Regions from separate parts of the Mus musculus genome. Here region 2 is linked to region 1. The links are chromatin contacts, called in public HiChIP or PLAC-seq maps. All regions are on one chromosome and are shown on one strand. Each heading gives the region's core, a stretch centred on a gene start, on an enhancer-like site or on the middle of the called end of the contact. The rest is flanking DNA. Distances are from core to core; before and after follow the strand shown. Region 1 overlaps Mtcl1 (microtubule crosslinking factor 1). Region 2 has its middle 21 kb from the start of Mtcl1.

Evidence for each region. HiChIP or PLAC-seq counts read pairs in DNA pulled down with a chosen protein or histone mark.
Region 2: an H3K27ac HiChIP or PLAC-seq map of embryonic stem cells shows a contact between it and region 1, with 5 read pairs. The contact joins two enhancer-like sites. A contact is called at or near these places in 3 of 39 promoter capture datasets (embryonic stem cells and neural stem cells), 2 of 15 datasets of contacts at CTCF or cohesin (the NIH/3T3 cell line and embryonic stem cells), 31 of 484 Hi-C or Micro-C datasets (the C2C12 cell line, the HL-1 cell line, adipose-derived mesenchymal stem cells and 13 more), 16 of 115 datasets of contacts at active chromatin or transcription factors (a colorectal cancer cell line, craniofacial prominence, embryonic fibroblasts and 8 more) and 2 of 9 other capture datasets (adipose tissue and pancreatic islet).

What each region holds. Positions count from the first base shown.
Region 1 is chr17:66,361,169-66,367,708 of GRCm38.p6, forward strand. Mtcl1 (microtubule crosslinking factor 1) reads right to left here. Exons shown (of 14, transcript NM_172963.4): 8 at 5,176-5,373. Among named protein-coding and RNA genes, the nearest start is that of Mtcl1, 85 kb to the right of the region's middle. Within about 2 kb of position 3,568, at least 80 of the 459 cell types and tissues checked have an H3K27ac peak or open chromatin away from gene starts, as enhancers often do. A contact at or near this core is called in embryonic stem cells and trophoblast stem cells, where this site is marked.
Region 2 is chr17:66,466,889-66,474,465 of GRCm38.p6, forward strand. No RefSeq gene overlaps it. Among named protein-coding and RNA genes, the nearest start is that of Mtcl1, 21 kb to the left of the region's middle. Within about 2 kb of position 3,178, at least 29 of the 459 cell types and tissues checked have an H3K27ac peak or open chromatin away from gene starts, as enhancers often do. A contact at or near this core is called in embryonic stem cells and trophoblast stem cells, where this site is marked.

The sequences.
Region 1 (6,540 bases), core at 2,318-4,817:
CAGGAGCCAGAAACATGTAAACCTCCACAGTACACTGAGCCCAGCTGTTTTCTTTTCATTTTGTTGGGAGAATCCATCCTGTCTCTGAGACACTGGCCTCCCCTTTCTCAGGCCTGTTCTGAGGCCTCTTGCTGGGACCAGTGTCGGGGTAAAAAGAGAGGACATCCAAAGGAAGCTTAAAGACAAATATATCAACTCCGGGGAGTTCTCTGTGGGTTCAGGGCCAGCCAGGTCTACAGAGGGAAGGCTCTGGTCCAGAAAGACTTCATGATCTGGAAGATCATCTGCACACAAGAACTTTCTGAATTTTTTGGGCCAGAGTCCAACTATGCAATTTTTTGTTGTTGTTGTTGTTTGCACATTTCAATTCAGTTTTAACTTCAGCAAAACAAAATAAAAACAAAACCACAGTCTTTTCAGACTCGTTGGATGATACCAACAGCCTTATTATTTCCTGGTCCTTTGTTTAAGGACATTCTGGTCCTTCGCAGCTCACCTCTTGGGTGCTGTGGCACTTTAGCATCCAAAACTGAAGTCTGTACTCATGGATCTTTCTTTTCTTGATGGTTTCAAGGTTGGCCTTCAGTCACCCAGACTGCCTTCCGAGCCTGTGGTACTGTTCATAGCCAGTGAGGCAGGAGTATGGATAAGGTGGTGTTACAAGTTACTTATGGGGCAATACCAGATATTTTTTCAGAGTCTGAGATTTCTGAGACCTTTGCATCACGTGTGAAGCATGGAGCCATCTTCAGCACTGCCCGGCCTGCCTCTAAGTCATTACCTTTGAGAACAGGCTTAATCAAAAGGCGAATGAGATCCTTTGACCTGCCATCATGAGGGGACAAACAAAGAGCCAGGCACAACACGGCGTTGATGGCCTCTGCCCCTATTTAATTCAGCTGCCCACACAGGCAGGGTAGTGCAGCGTTGAGGTAGCTGCCCTGGTTGCCTGCCTGATCCACGCAGGGCCAGTTTCTATTCGACAAAGATTCCGAGAAGGGAGCTCATGTGAAGTTCCATAAAAGCAAATAGTATCAATTCCAGGTGGTCCACGGCTATTGGCAGGAAATCCCAAACAAGTCCTTAAAATGATAGATCCATGGATCAGCAACATTTCCCTACAGGAGCCATTGGTCACTCCCGCCGTCATTGTTACACGGAGATTAAATTCGGCATTCTTTTCTGAAGCCATTATCTTTCCACAGATAAAAGAGAAAGGGCCACTGAAGACTGACCTTGAAAGTGTAATCTACGGTGGGAGCTTCCAGAAATGATACTCACAGTCACGCAGACATCATTTGCCTTCTGGCTGGGAATGTGCCAGGGGCTCGTGGCCAGGAAGACGCTCGGTCTATGCTCTAAGAGTGCCGTGCTCCCTCCCCCCCCCCCCCCCCCCCCCGCCAAGAATAAAATCAGGTGGCTGAGGGATTATCAAAGAGACACACGTTTAGTAGGTTACACTGTGTTATCGGCTAATAATATGCAATAACTCTGCACTCTGCATGTATAGCCTCACCTGAGGAATCAGGACAAGCTTGAGGAAAATCAGCTGGTCATCTGAGCCACAGACCAGAGAGCTCTAGGACCTGCCTTCCTTGTGGGAGGTATGCTATAAACTACTGAGTGTGGTGCATTCTGGGAGGGAGGCTGGGGGTGGGGGCAGGGTGAGCCCTTTTACTAAGTACTTTAAGTACCTGTAAATGTTTACCTATGCCTGCAGTTTCTGGAGACAACAGCAACCAACCAAAGACACAACACAAACCAACTGTGTGTGATCGTGAGCTCTGGTCTAGTTTGCTTTGGTCTGACTGATCGTGAGCTCTGGTCTAGTTTGCTCTGGTCTGACTCCTAGGGAAGTTATAGGATCTAAAGAGTAAACCAGGCTGCAGTGCAAAAAACTCCCAAAATGTATGGACTGTCAAGGCACAAGAGGGGAAGCTGTTAAAGAATTAAGTTTTTGGGAAGGAGCAGGGAGTGAACCCAGGGCCTTGTGCTTTCGAGGTGAGTGCCCTATTACTGAACTACATCGGCATCCTCTCTCATTGAAGTTTGTTTCTGGAGACTAGCTATGTACCTCAGGTTGGCCTCTAACTTGAAATCTTCCTGTCTCAGCCTCCTGAGTGTTGTGGTCATAAGTATGTAATCACCAGAGCTGGGGTGCGGAAGGAGGTTAGAGTGGTGGCTTATTGTTCTGACATGCTTATCTCATTAGAAGGGCTCTTTCCAGAATATTCTTTACCAAACAGAGAGGCCGCATAGTCAAAGACTATTAGCAGACTGGAGAGGTGGCTCAGTGATTAAGAGCACTGACTGCTCTTCCAGAGGTCCTGGGTTCAATTCCCAGCAACCACATGGTGGCTCACAACCATCTGCAATGAGATCCAATGCCCTCTTCTGGTATCCCTGAAGATAGTGACAGTGCACTCATATATACATAAAATAAATAAATAAATCTTTAAACAACAACAAAGTCTACTAGCTGAGGGAAGGCCAGCTTTGGGGACAAAGGACTCTAGCAGTATGGTGAAAGGTGTCTCAGAGATCAACGTGAAGTCACGTTTCTTCCACTATTGTCATGAATCTTATGTTAGGCTTGCCACATGAACTGTTCTCTCTTTAGCCATCAAAGCCACCCCCTTTGTTTTGCCCTGGGACCATAGGGCAGTGTTGGCCACATGAATAACCTGTGATCAGACCTCCATTTCAGTAATCACTAAAAAGTACAGCAAGCATTCTCGGCCATGGCCACTGGGCAGCCGCAGGCCTGAGCTCGTCGGGAGTCGCTGAGCCCATTTTCCCTTGCTCTCACCTAAGAAGATGAAAGGGCACAGTGTGCTTGAGAATGGGGTCACTGCCATGGGATTGTGTCACTGAAGACTGGGAAGTAGGGGATGTTGGCACAACCGAATGCTTGCCAACCTGGTGAAGTGTGCTTCTTGTTCTCCACGTGAGTGGACACCTGCGATACTGAACTCCTCCGGACCTGATAAATGTTGCCGTCGACAGGGTTCCGCGGTGGGAACTGCAGCAAAACACCAATCCAAGATTGGGGTTGGAAAATGTTGTTAGTTGCTTATTGAACCTCGGGGACGCCGTTTGGCCATGTTTCCCACGCTACTTATCACTCCCCCTGGGCTTCGAAGGGGCCATGGTTCTGCACAGCAGCTTTTAAAAACACACGTCGTGGCTCTTGCATTCAGGCTGCCTCTGATGGAGAATGTTCACGCCTAGTGAACCAGCTGTGGTTTACCAGTCCGCACTGCGCACACGGCACTGCGCACACGGCACTGCGCACACGGCACTGCGCACACGGCACTGCGCACACGGCACTGCGCACACGGCACTGCGCACACGGCACTGCGCACACGGCACTGCGCACACGGCACTGCGCACACGGCACTGCGCACACGGCACTGCGCACACGGCACTGCGCACGTTCCCTTTCCTGACTTCAGGCTGATGGAGACGCAGAGCTGATTCTGACATGAGCACTCCCCAACTAGCCCATCCTGCACGCCGTATGCGGTGGAAACTTAGATGTCTGCCCTACTTTTAAGAGAAACCACAGAAGGCGAGGGGGAAATAAACATTCAGACACACTGATGGGTGGTTCCGGCTGGGTAACTTTACATTATTTTTCACCCCCACGGTAACATTTTCCATGACTGTTTAGAAAACCAGATGTGTTTACATCTCTTCCTTTCTCCAAAGCATTTGGGTGCTCTCCTGGGAAAGGCTTCACCACATGGTCTTCATATTGACAGGTTTCTGTCTAAGTATTGATTGGAGCCAGAGACACTTCCGACTGATGACAATACCTCTTTTCAAATCAATAAAATGCCTACGTTTAAAGCTTTATTCATAGCTTGTACCATTCCAGTCTCTAACTAGATCACTGCTGGAAAACTTATTCCATGACCTCAAATCTCCCTGGGGATTCTGGCACGCTGACGCACTTCCTGGTGAGTGTGAGGAGAGGTTCCTTTGAAAGTTATTATCTCCATCCTGACTCACAGGCTCGAGGGAGAAGGAAGGTGGGTGGGGTACAGACAACTGTTCGGATTTGTGTATGAAGAAGAGAAAGCGCTGAGAGGAACCCCAGATATCCTCTTAACCTGCACTCCAAAGACCACCGTTTTCACATTGGAATCTGCACCAAATTGCTAGCGACAGCCAACTCCCACTTGACCCACACAACTCTGGGCAGAGAGGACAGGTGAGAAAGAAACAGCAGCTACAGCACATGGCAGGAGTAAACCACAATGCCTGTGGCTGGAAGGCTGGGCTATGCCCAGTGCCAAAACCTGCACCCTTACCCCTGCAAGCAGGCAGCCAGGGTGAGGAATCCAGGCTTCCTGTCAGAACTCTCTGAGAAGCCAAGGAGGGTCAGAAAGTACTCAGAGATCTCTCAGGATTTCAAGTCTCCAAATACAGACACTACTTTGTTTTAGGAACGTTAAATAAATAGATAGATAGATAGATAGATAGATAGATAGATAGATAGATAGATAGATAGATAAAATAATGTTTATGTGGGGTTGTGGGAGGAGTTGGCCTTTGGAGTTTCTGTTTGTGGTCCTCGGTGACACTAACCATTTAGTAATATTTAATCTACACTCCTCTTAACACACTCTGTAATTTGTCCAAAGTGTCACCATGTAAATACATGTTGTGTGCTTCAAGTGGTCAGAGAGATGTGAAATACTTTGTGCATGATGGGAATTTAAACAAATACTTCTTTATTTTTCCTTATAAAATATGTTACCAATGCAGTGCTGTTGGCAATGACTACTCAGTTAAACACCAACCAGAAAGCCCTTCAAGGTTGTTACCTCTCTATGATTAAAAACAATTATTCTCTCTTCTTAGAGGTCTGCCTATTGAATTTCTTCATTCTGAGACCAATTTTCTGGGTCCAAGGAGGCAGGTATTCAATAGACCTGATCTAACTACGGTCCTAAGCTATGGGCTAACCAGATGAATAGACGAGCTAACATGGGAGTGAAAGAAAGGCATGTCAGGACATCTGGTGACATTCCAATTCTTTCCCCAGTACCAAAAGGTCACCAGAGGCAGCTGAGGACTTTTGTGCACCCAGGAACATCAGCATTTGGAATAAGATGAGAGTCTCCCTCCTGGGTGTACAGAATGCTGGCCTGAGAGCTAGGCACCTACCTGTTTGTTAAGTGGTCCCCCGTCTGAACTCTGTAGCCGTGATCCGTGTTCGCTGATCTGTACCAGGGAGTGTGGGGCATGCTCTCCCATGGGAAGGCTACAGCCTTGGTCAGCATCCTCCTGGTCTATCCCATCTGTCTGGTGAACCCCCTGGACTCCAAGCTCAGCAAGCCCAGGCACATTCTCTGGATGTTCGCTCTGAAAACCAGGAGGCATAATGATCTTAACTTCGACTATACTCTTTGGTTCTACAGACCAACTATTCAAATATGACGGAGTCTCCTTATGAGTAGCCAAGACTAGTTAGTCTTAAACACCTGGTCTCACACAAGCCTCACACTAGAACTACGCGTGGCCTGCTGGGGTAACTGCTCACTTTGGAAGTGATGAAGTCCTTCTCTGTCTTTTCCACTAAGAGGCCCATTCCACTCCCTGCATTTCTTTCATTTAAGCAGTCTAGGAAGGGTGCTCAATTTATTAGAAAAGAACTCATGAAAACTTTTATTTATTTTTTTTTGTAAATTACGACGTGAATGACAGAGGAGGAATTCCAGTGTATTCCTTAGCAAGAAACTTCACAGCCACGTCTAGGATTTGCTTGACCATGTTTTTCCATGGCATGGATCCTGGGAACCTGGTTGAATTAATTTTTAAGGATGTTCCTCAATCTGAGGAGAGAGAATTGGCATTCTCAGGGTAACTTCAATGGCATGCATTGTTTACTCAAAGGCAGACAAAAGGCTCTGGCATCTCAAAGGGCTCCAAGTTCTCACAACACAGAAATAGCTGAGTTAGAGGCCTGTGTGGCTGCCCAGGCCGCCCAGCAAGTGAGACTGGGGGACAGGACATGCAAAGCCACAGGGCACTCAGTTGGGCAGTAAAGAGTTGGTCAGTACCAAGTAAGATGGCCCAAACCTGTAATCTTAGCAACTGAGGACTAAGAATCTTGAGTTCAAAGCCAGCCTAGGCTGGCTGTTTTTGGCTGTTTTGAGTCCAAAACAGCCAAAAATCCTGTTTCAAAAACAAAATCCTAAGGGGCAAGAGGAATGGCTCAGAGGCTAAGAACACTTGCTGCCCTTGCAAGGAGGAACCTGGTTTTAGTTCCCAGTACCCACATGGCAGCTCACAGCCATCCATAACTCCAGTTCCAGGGGATCCCACACCCACTGCTGGGTGCTGCTGGCACACACATGGTACACAGACACACACATACATGCGAGACACTCATTGACCAACCAACCTTGCTCTCTCTATGGAAATGAAACTAAGCAGAAAGCAACAAACCCTGCTCTCTCAATCTAGGAATTGCAAAGCACCGGTTAAATGGGTATAGATGTCAGAGGTGACAGAATGACCATTGTAAGG
Region 2 (7,577 bases), core at 1,928-4,427, 110 kb after region 1:
CTACATAGCAAGTTCCAGGCCAGCCAGGACTATACAGTGAGACACTAAAAAATGAAACACAGCCTTCCATGTATAATAATAGAAACTGAACACCAGATGCTCTTTGTCAACTTAAAACCTAGAAGTCCAACGCTGAGAGTGTCCCTCAGTGGTGGACACTTTCTCGTCATGTGCCAGTTCTCAGGACCCAGTACCTCAGTGTGATGTGGCTGGGGAGTGGGCTCCGTGGGTAACTGTACTTTCTGTGTAAGCGTGAGGATCTGATTTGAATCCCCTCCCATAAAAAGATGAGCGTGGGCTGGAGAGATGGCTCAGCGGTTAAGAGTGTCGACTGCGGGCTGGTGAGATGGCTCAGTGGGTAAGAGCACCCGACTGCTCTTCAGAAGGTCCGAAGTTCAAATCCCAGCAACCACATGGTGGCTCACAACCACCCGTAATGAGATCTGATACCCTCTTCTGGTGTGTCTGAAGTCAGCTACAGTGTACTTATATATAATAAACAAACAAACAAATAAATCTTTAAACAAAAAAAAAAAAAAAAAAAAAAAGAGTGTCGACTGCTCTTCTGAAGGTCGTGAGTTCAGATCCCAGCAACCACATGATGGCTCACAACCATCCATTATGAGATCTGATGCCCTCTTCTGGGGTGTCTGAAGACAGCTACAGTGTACTTACATGTAATAAATAAATAAATCTAAAAAAAAAGAAAAGGAAAGGAAAAAGATGAGCATGCACTGTTATTGGTTATCCACCAGAACTGGGTGGTAGGACCCTACCTACTACAGAAGACACTTTAACGGCAGGACAGAGAAATCAAACTGGAACCTGACCTGAAAACGCCTCCCTACTGGCATAGTTTTCACTATGCTGGAACGTGAAGTACAGGCCACCGGGGGTTGGGAAGTCACCCCTTGTCAACTTGACACAAATAATATCTCATGTTCACATGAAACAATAACAAGGTTGTAAATACGCCTAACATGATATAACTATCCCTCGTACAATCGCAAACGCATTAGTAAATTTACAATGGGCATTCATATTACTTTATAATCCTCGTTTCTGCAACTGGTTACGTGGCCTTAATTGGTATTTATAACTACCTTCCTCTACTACCCATTCTGTATTTCCTTCACCTTCAGCCAGCACCTCAGCAGGTCTTGGCTCTTTTCCTGGAGGATTGACCCATACCTTCATTCCTGATGGGTCTGCGTCCTTTGTCATCCTGCTTGGATTAGGCTGTTGTAGTTTCCCATTGACTTTAATCACAGGACATGGTAGTACTAAGAGACGCCCTAAGGGATCTCCTGCACTCCAGACATAATCTTGCTTACCACCATTGTGAAGAGGTAATCCAATTTCCCCATGGTAATCTGGATCTATCACCCCTCCTAACACTGTTATTCCTTTTTTAGCCTGTTGGTTTAAGGGCATTAGAAGCCCAAAATGACCAGGGGGAAGTCTGAGCTTCCAGTTCAATGAAATGTTTGTTGTAGCTCCTGGTAGGAGCACTCCCCTCTCTGGAGCCAAAACTTCTAAGCCAGCAGAACCTAGAGTTATGGGGACAGGAAGCAAAAATTTTCCTAGAGGGTCACTAGGAGTGATAGTAAGTGGAACCCTCACCCCATTTCCCATCCCCCGCCTCACTACAACCCCAACCTATCAGACATGAGAGAATGAGGCCATGAGAGAATGAGCTAGCCAACCACTTTTGGATTGGACTCAAAGCCCATTCCTCAGGATGAAATCTATCTGCACTATAAATCTAGTCAGGGCCCAGGATGCATAGACTCTAAGAAAGACCCTGTTACATGCTGCTAAGCTGTCTTCTAAATATTTACATTTATACAAATAGGCTAGTTCCACCCTCAACTTTGGCTAGAAAGTGTCTCTCTGCAGTGCATCAGTTAATACAGAAGGTCTATATTAACTTATTGTTAAATTCATTATTACTAACGCTAGCCAGTCAAAGTCCTGAGAATAAGAGATTATTGAGTGTTCCGCTCTATATAGGATAACTGTATCTCTCTCTCTCTCTCTCTCTCTCTCTCACACACACACACACACACACACACACACACACACACACAGAGACAGAGACAGAGAGAGACAGAGAGATAGAGAGAGGACAGAGACAGAGATAGGAGAAAGAGACACAGAGAGACAGAGAGAGAACACCCAACTTTAATTTGTGTGAGTCAATGTCCTTCCAATGTCCTTTGGAAGCAGGCTAACCTCAGCTCATCTGACTTTGCCAGTCACTATCAGAGTTAATCTGGGCCAGTTGCAACTTAATTTCTCTTTGTGGTTAGGTAGTTGCCTGTCTCATAATGAATTTGGAGATAATAATTAAAAAAAAAAATCCCAAAAGCAATTGAGAGAATTAAGAGATATTGTAGAAGCAGGCAGATTTCTGAGTTTGAGGCCAGCCTGGTCTACAAAGTGAGTTGCAGGACAGCCCCGTCTACACAGAGAAACCCTGTCTCGAAATACCAAAAAAATTAAAAAAATAAAAAAAAAAGGAGAGAGAGAGATCGTGACGGGCATCCCAGGACGGGCATCCCAGGACGTGGGAGGTAGATGCAGGGGTGGATCTCTGTAAATTTGAGAGCAGCCTGATAAACATAGTTAGTTCCAGGCTAGCCAGGGGTACATAAAGAGCCTGTGTAAAAACAAAGACACCCACCAAATAAATGAGGAATTGCATATAAAACCCTTAGCACATTCAAAACATAGAACAAATTCCTGGTGGTCCTGTGACCCCTTTGGCCTTGTCACTGAACCTCCTTGGGTTTTAGTTTTTCTCCAGTTCTCCGATTCCTTTTTCCCAGCACCCTAGAAGGATTACAGAGGATCATAATTAGCACACCCAGCAGCAACAGCAGCCTAGCTCTGCAGCTCAGCTCTTCTCCAAATTAACCTGTTTATATGTTAATCTAACTCTCCAAGCTTAGCAGGCTTCATCATTAGGAAAACAGAGCCTCTCTCCTGTTGACATTCCCCATTTTCCTCGGCAAACTCCTTCCCTGAGAACCCAAAGGTACACAGACTGCCCTAAAAAAAAGAAAAGAAAAGGGCAGCTTGGATTTTCAAGAGTTTTCTTTGCTGTCCACAATGAGCTCAGAGGTGGCTATGAGGCGAGCTTCCTGGGAGAAGTGTGTGTGTGTTGACACGGGGAGTCCATATCTAATGGAAGGAGAGCCACAAATAACCACCACAGCATTTTACATCGTGAAAGGGGTTGGTGTATGTGTGGGGGAGTCTGTGCTAGTTGAGTGTACCTCCTACAAACCCTGACACTCCCAACCTAAAAGGGATTTAATTTACATGAAATTAAAGCAGCCGTTGGGACCATTAAAGGAAAATTCCTGCTCTGTACAACAGTCTCCAGCCTGGGTACAGACCTAACCTTCCAGTTGCACGGGTCAATCCATGGGCCAAGGCACCGCCCCGTCAGGAAGGAAGGAGGCTGGCTCACCCAAAATTAAGCTAAGGAGGTGGTGGTGAGGGTAATTTTCCCTTTAACGAGACACCGCACTTTTTACCCAGAATGCCCACCCCTTATACAGTTCTTACAAGCTGCTCTGAGGTGGCAGTGAAGGCCTCTTAGGGACACTCTTCCTTTTTCTTTTTCTTTCTTATTTATTTGTTTGTTTGTTTGTTTGTTTTGGTTTTTTGAGACAGGGTTTCTCTGTGTAGCCCTGGCTGTCCTGGAACTCACTCTGTAGACCAGGCTGGCCTCGAACTCAGAAATCTGCCCACCTCTGCCTCCCAAGTGCTGGGATTAAAGGCGTGTGCCACCACGCCCAGCTTCCTTTTTCTTTTATTCTTCTATTTCTTCTAGACACTGGCCAGAGCCTTGGTCTGCTCTTTCTGATGCAGGCGCTTCTTATCCCTCTGTCACTCCTGTCACTCCGAAGCCCTTTTCTCGCCACATGGCTGCCCACTGCTGTGCGGCAGACTTCATGCCAAAAACGCAAGTTTCGTCTTTGCTTCTTTCTTCCATTCTCCTGTGGGCAGCTGCAAAGATTTACAGCTTGTCTACCCTGGGGGGTTTCTTCTACACCTTACTAAATTGTGAGCTTTCATTTGAGACCATTCTGAAATTATCTTATTCATAGGACTAACAATCCTAAGAAGGGGCTCCAATTTCCCTGATAAATGTCCCTTGAACCCCACCTTCCTGATAATAAAAATCACCATCGCGGTTGTGTGTGTGATTCACACCTAGCCACCCAGACATGCAGAGTCCTTGCTAAGTCATCCAGCAAATACATGCTACCACACACAGAGAGAACACCAAGATGGCTATGGCTGGCTACTCCTAGCTTTGGACCTCACTTAGCCATTTTATAAGCAAGGGTCCTCAGGAAAGACGGTTGCTGTTGTTGATGCACAGGAAAGAGAAGTCAACAACGGGAGGAGAGTTTGGTGAGGACCAGTCTGTAAGTCAGGAGACTGACTGCCTGTGGCTTCTTCCAAGGAGTGTTTCTGCAGCCACTACTTCTTTCTGCTCCTCACTCTAAGAAAGGTGTTAGTAGCTCTTAGCACCTGTCAAAAATTTTAATGTCTTCGGTTGGGAATGGGACACTGTTGTTTGGACTGGGAACAAGGAACTGAGGTGCATATTTCACATACCAAAGCAGACCTGACCTCCAGGTTCTCCCAGCATCCCTCAGTCCCTACCTGGCATACCCTGCCCCCAACCCTGAACTTTCCAGCCCAGAGGCTGGGCTGTCGTTTCCTAGAGGCTTCCCCCTATACTATCCAGACATTTCGGTCTCTCTTCTCCTCTTCTCTTCTCTCTCTGTCCCCTACACCCTCTGCCCTTTCCCCATGGTGACTCCCTGGCCTTGGTCCTTGCGCCCAGTGAACTTGCCCACCTAAGAACAGCTTCCCAATAAATCTGCCTTTAATCTAATCTAATTTGGTTTAAATTGGCTCACTTTACCGGTGGCAGCAGTGAAATAACCTATCAAGTGTCCCAGACTTACTGTGTCGGTGGGAGCCAAGCAAATCAAAATCTTTCTGACTTGTTTGGACATGTTGCCCCTGAAGTAAACTCTCATTAGACTCCTCCTTAGCTTCCTCCTGAATGGGGCAGCCCAAGCTGGTCCGCAGCTTGTGGTTATCATGGATACAGGGTCAGCATCAGCTGTTTACACTCACAGAACAAAACTCCAGTCTGGTGTGGGAACAACAAACCAAGGAGCTTATCTTGGGGTCGCTGTCTAAACTTCCACCGTGATGACAACCTATTTATTAAAAGGATGCCACTTTGAACCATGAAAAGCACAGACCAGAGCTGTCCCCTTCCCTTCCTTATTAGTCTTTGTGATCGATCCTTTGCGGCTTCCTGTCTCTTCAAAAGGAGGTTCTTAAACTGAGCCTTCCAGCATCACCTGGTGCCCAGAATGCTACAATAACTCACCTACAAGACCCCCCTAGTCAGTGAGCCTGGGTAGACACAAGGATTTGTGTCTAGTAGACTTGGTAAGGCTCTTGAAGTCCACAGGAAAACAACCCCAGAGCATGCTGGGGCTCCCTGAAGCCATTGAACCATTTCAGTGAGAGATTTAGTAGACTCTTCATCCAAAGAGAAAGGCCTCCAGGAGAACAATGCAATTTACCCTTAACAGGACATTATACAGGAAAAGGAAATAGTCATTAGGTGACAGAAACCAGATGTAATCGGAGAAGCAGGTTTGTTACAGATCAACTTTGTGCTACTTGGCTGGTAGATGGGTGGCATGTTTCCTACAGTAAATCTTAATCTCATTAAAGTTTATCATTAGATCTATTTTTTTTTTAAATCAAGAACATTAATTTGAGAGTCAGTCCCCAGCACTACAGAAACAAAAGAAGAGACAAAACCCAGGTCTGCAATTCTAACATTTGAAGGGTGGAGGCAGTAAGACTAGTGGTTAAAAGTCACCTTTACCCTCAGAGGTTAAAGGTTACTTCCCCCCCCCCCCCCGCCCCCAACTCCCAACCTGGGGAGTTAGAGGCCATCACGATCTACTTGAGACCCAGTTTGAAAACAAAAAGAAGTGAAACTCTTCCCAGAAGAACAGAATAGGAGTCATATCTCACAAAATTACATTTTGTACCAGGTTAGATTTAGGCCACATCTTTTACCTCAGAACACACGATCTCTTCAGTTTCTATTGAGAAGGCTGGGCTGATTCCATGACAGGCTTCACATTGGCAGCTAAGGAGCTTAGGCCTAACCCTAAATCTTTGTTTCCAAAACCCTGGCAATCCCAGGCAAGTCCAGGTCTCAGCAGTTCACCTCTGCTTCTCCCTGTAAACTGAGTCAGGACACACTGACTTCTTTCTGTCATTTTTGTTGGTGGCTTTGGCCTCCTTTAGTAAAGATCTGAGCTACAAAAACAGATTGTTTGGTTTCAAGGGGGCTAGGGGGGTATGGGGGACAAGGGACTGGGGTGCATATTTTACATATCAAAGTAGGCCTAGCCTCCAGGTTCTCCCAGCATTCCTCAGTCCCCACCTGGCATACCCTGCCCCAACCTTGAACTTTCCTGCCCAGGACCTGGTTGCCCTCCCACCTCCTCTGTCCCCCAGGCTCTTCTTTATATAATCCAGACACTTTGGTCTCTCTTCTTCTCCATCTCTTCATGCAGGCACCCTTTCTCTCCCCTCTCCCTCTTCCCCTTTCCCCTTGGCGACTCCCTTGGTTTCAATCATTGGAGCCAGTGAACTCACCTACAGCAGTTTCTCAATAAACCTGCCTTTACTATAATCTAACCTGATTTGAATTGGCTCATTTTGCTGGCAGAGAAATAGCCTATCACATATGACAATGCAGCCCTCACTGGCTCCTTTTCTCAAATCATACAGTGGATTCTTGATACGGAGGAACTGTTAAAGACAAGTCTATTCCGTGACACTTGTCAAGTCACAAGAAGGAAGACCTCACTTGGGATCACTGTGATGGGTGTGTAGTGTGAAAGAGAAGCTCGGTTCAACTCCAAATACAGCAGGGCAAGTGGAGGAAGACCAAAGGCATATATGTGTGTGGTGTGTATATGTGCGGTGTGTGTATGTGTTTGGTGTATGTGTGTGTGTGGTGTGTGTATGTCTATGGTGTGTGTGTATGTGTGGTGTGTGTATATCTATGGGGTGTGTGTATGTGTGGTATGTGTGTGGTGTGTGTATATAGTGTATGTGGTATGTGTGTATATGCGAATGTATGTAGTATATGTTTGTATATATGTATTCTGTGTGTATATGTGTGTGGTGTATGTGTTTATGTATGTATGTGTATGTGTGGGTATATGCATGTGGTGTGTATGTGTTGGGGGAGGGGGACAGTCAGCAGATGGAAAGCCACCAGAAAGAAGCATCAGGTTGGATGGGCTATTGTTTGAGTGAGAATGGCCTCCATAAACTCAGATGTTTGAATATTTGGTTCCCAACTGATGGAACTAGTTGGGAAGGATTAGGAGTGTGACCTTATTGGAGGAGGTGTGTCATTCGGTGAGAGGAAAAGGCTTTACAGCTTCCAAAGCCTCGGATCATCCCTAGTGTAAGGCTCAAGATGTGAGCTCTCATCT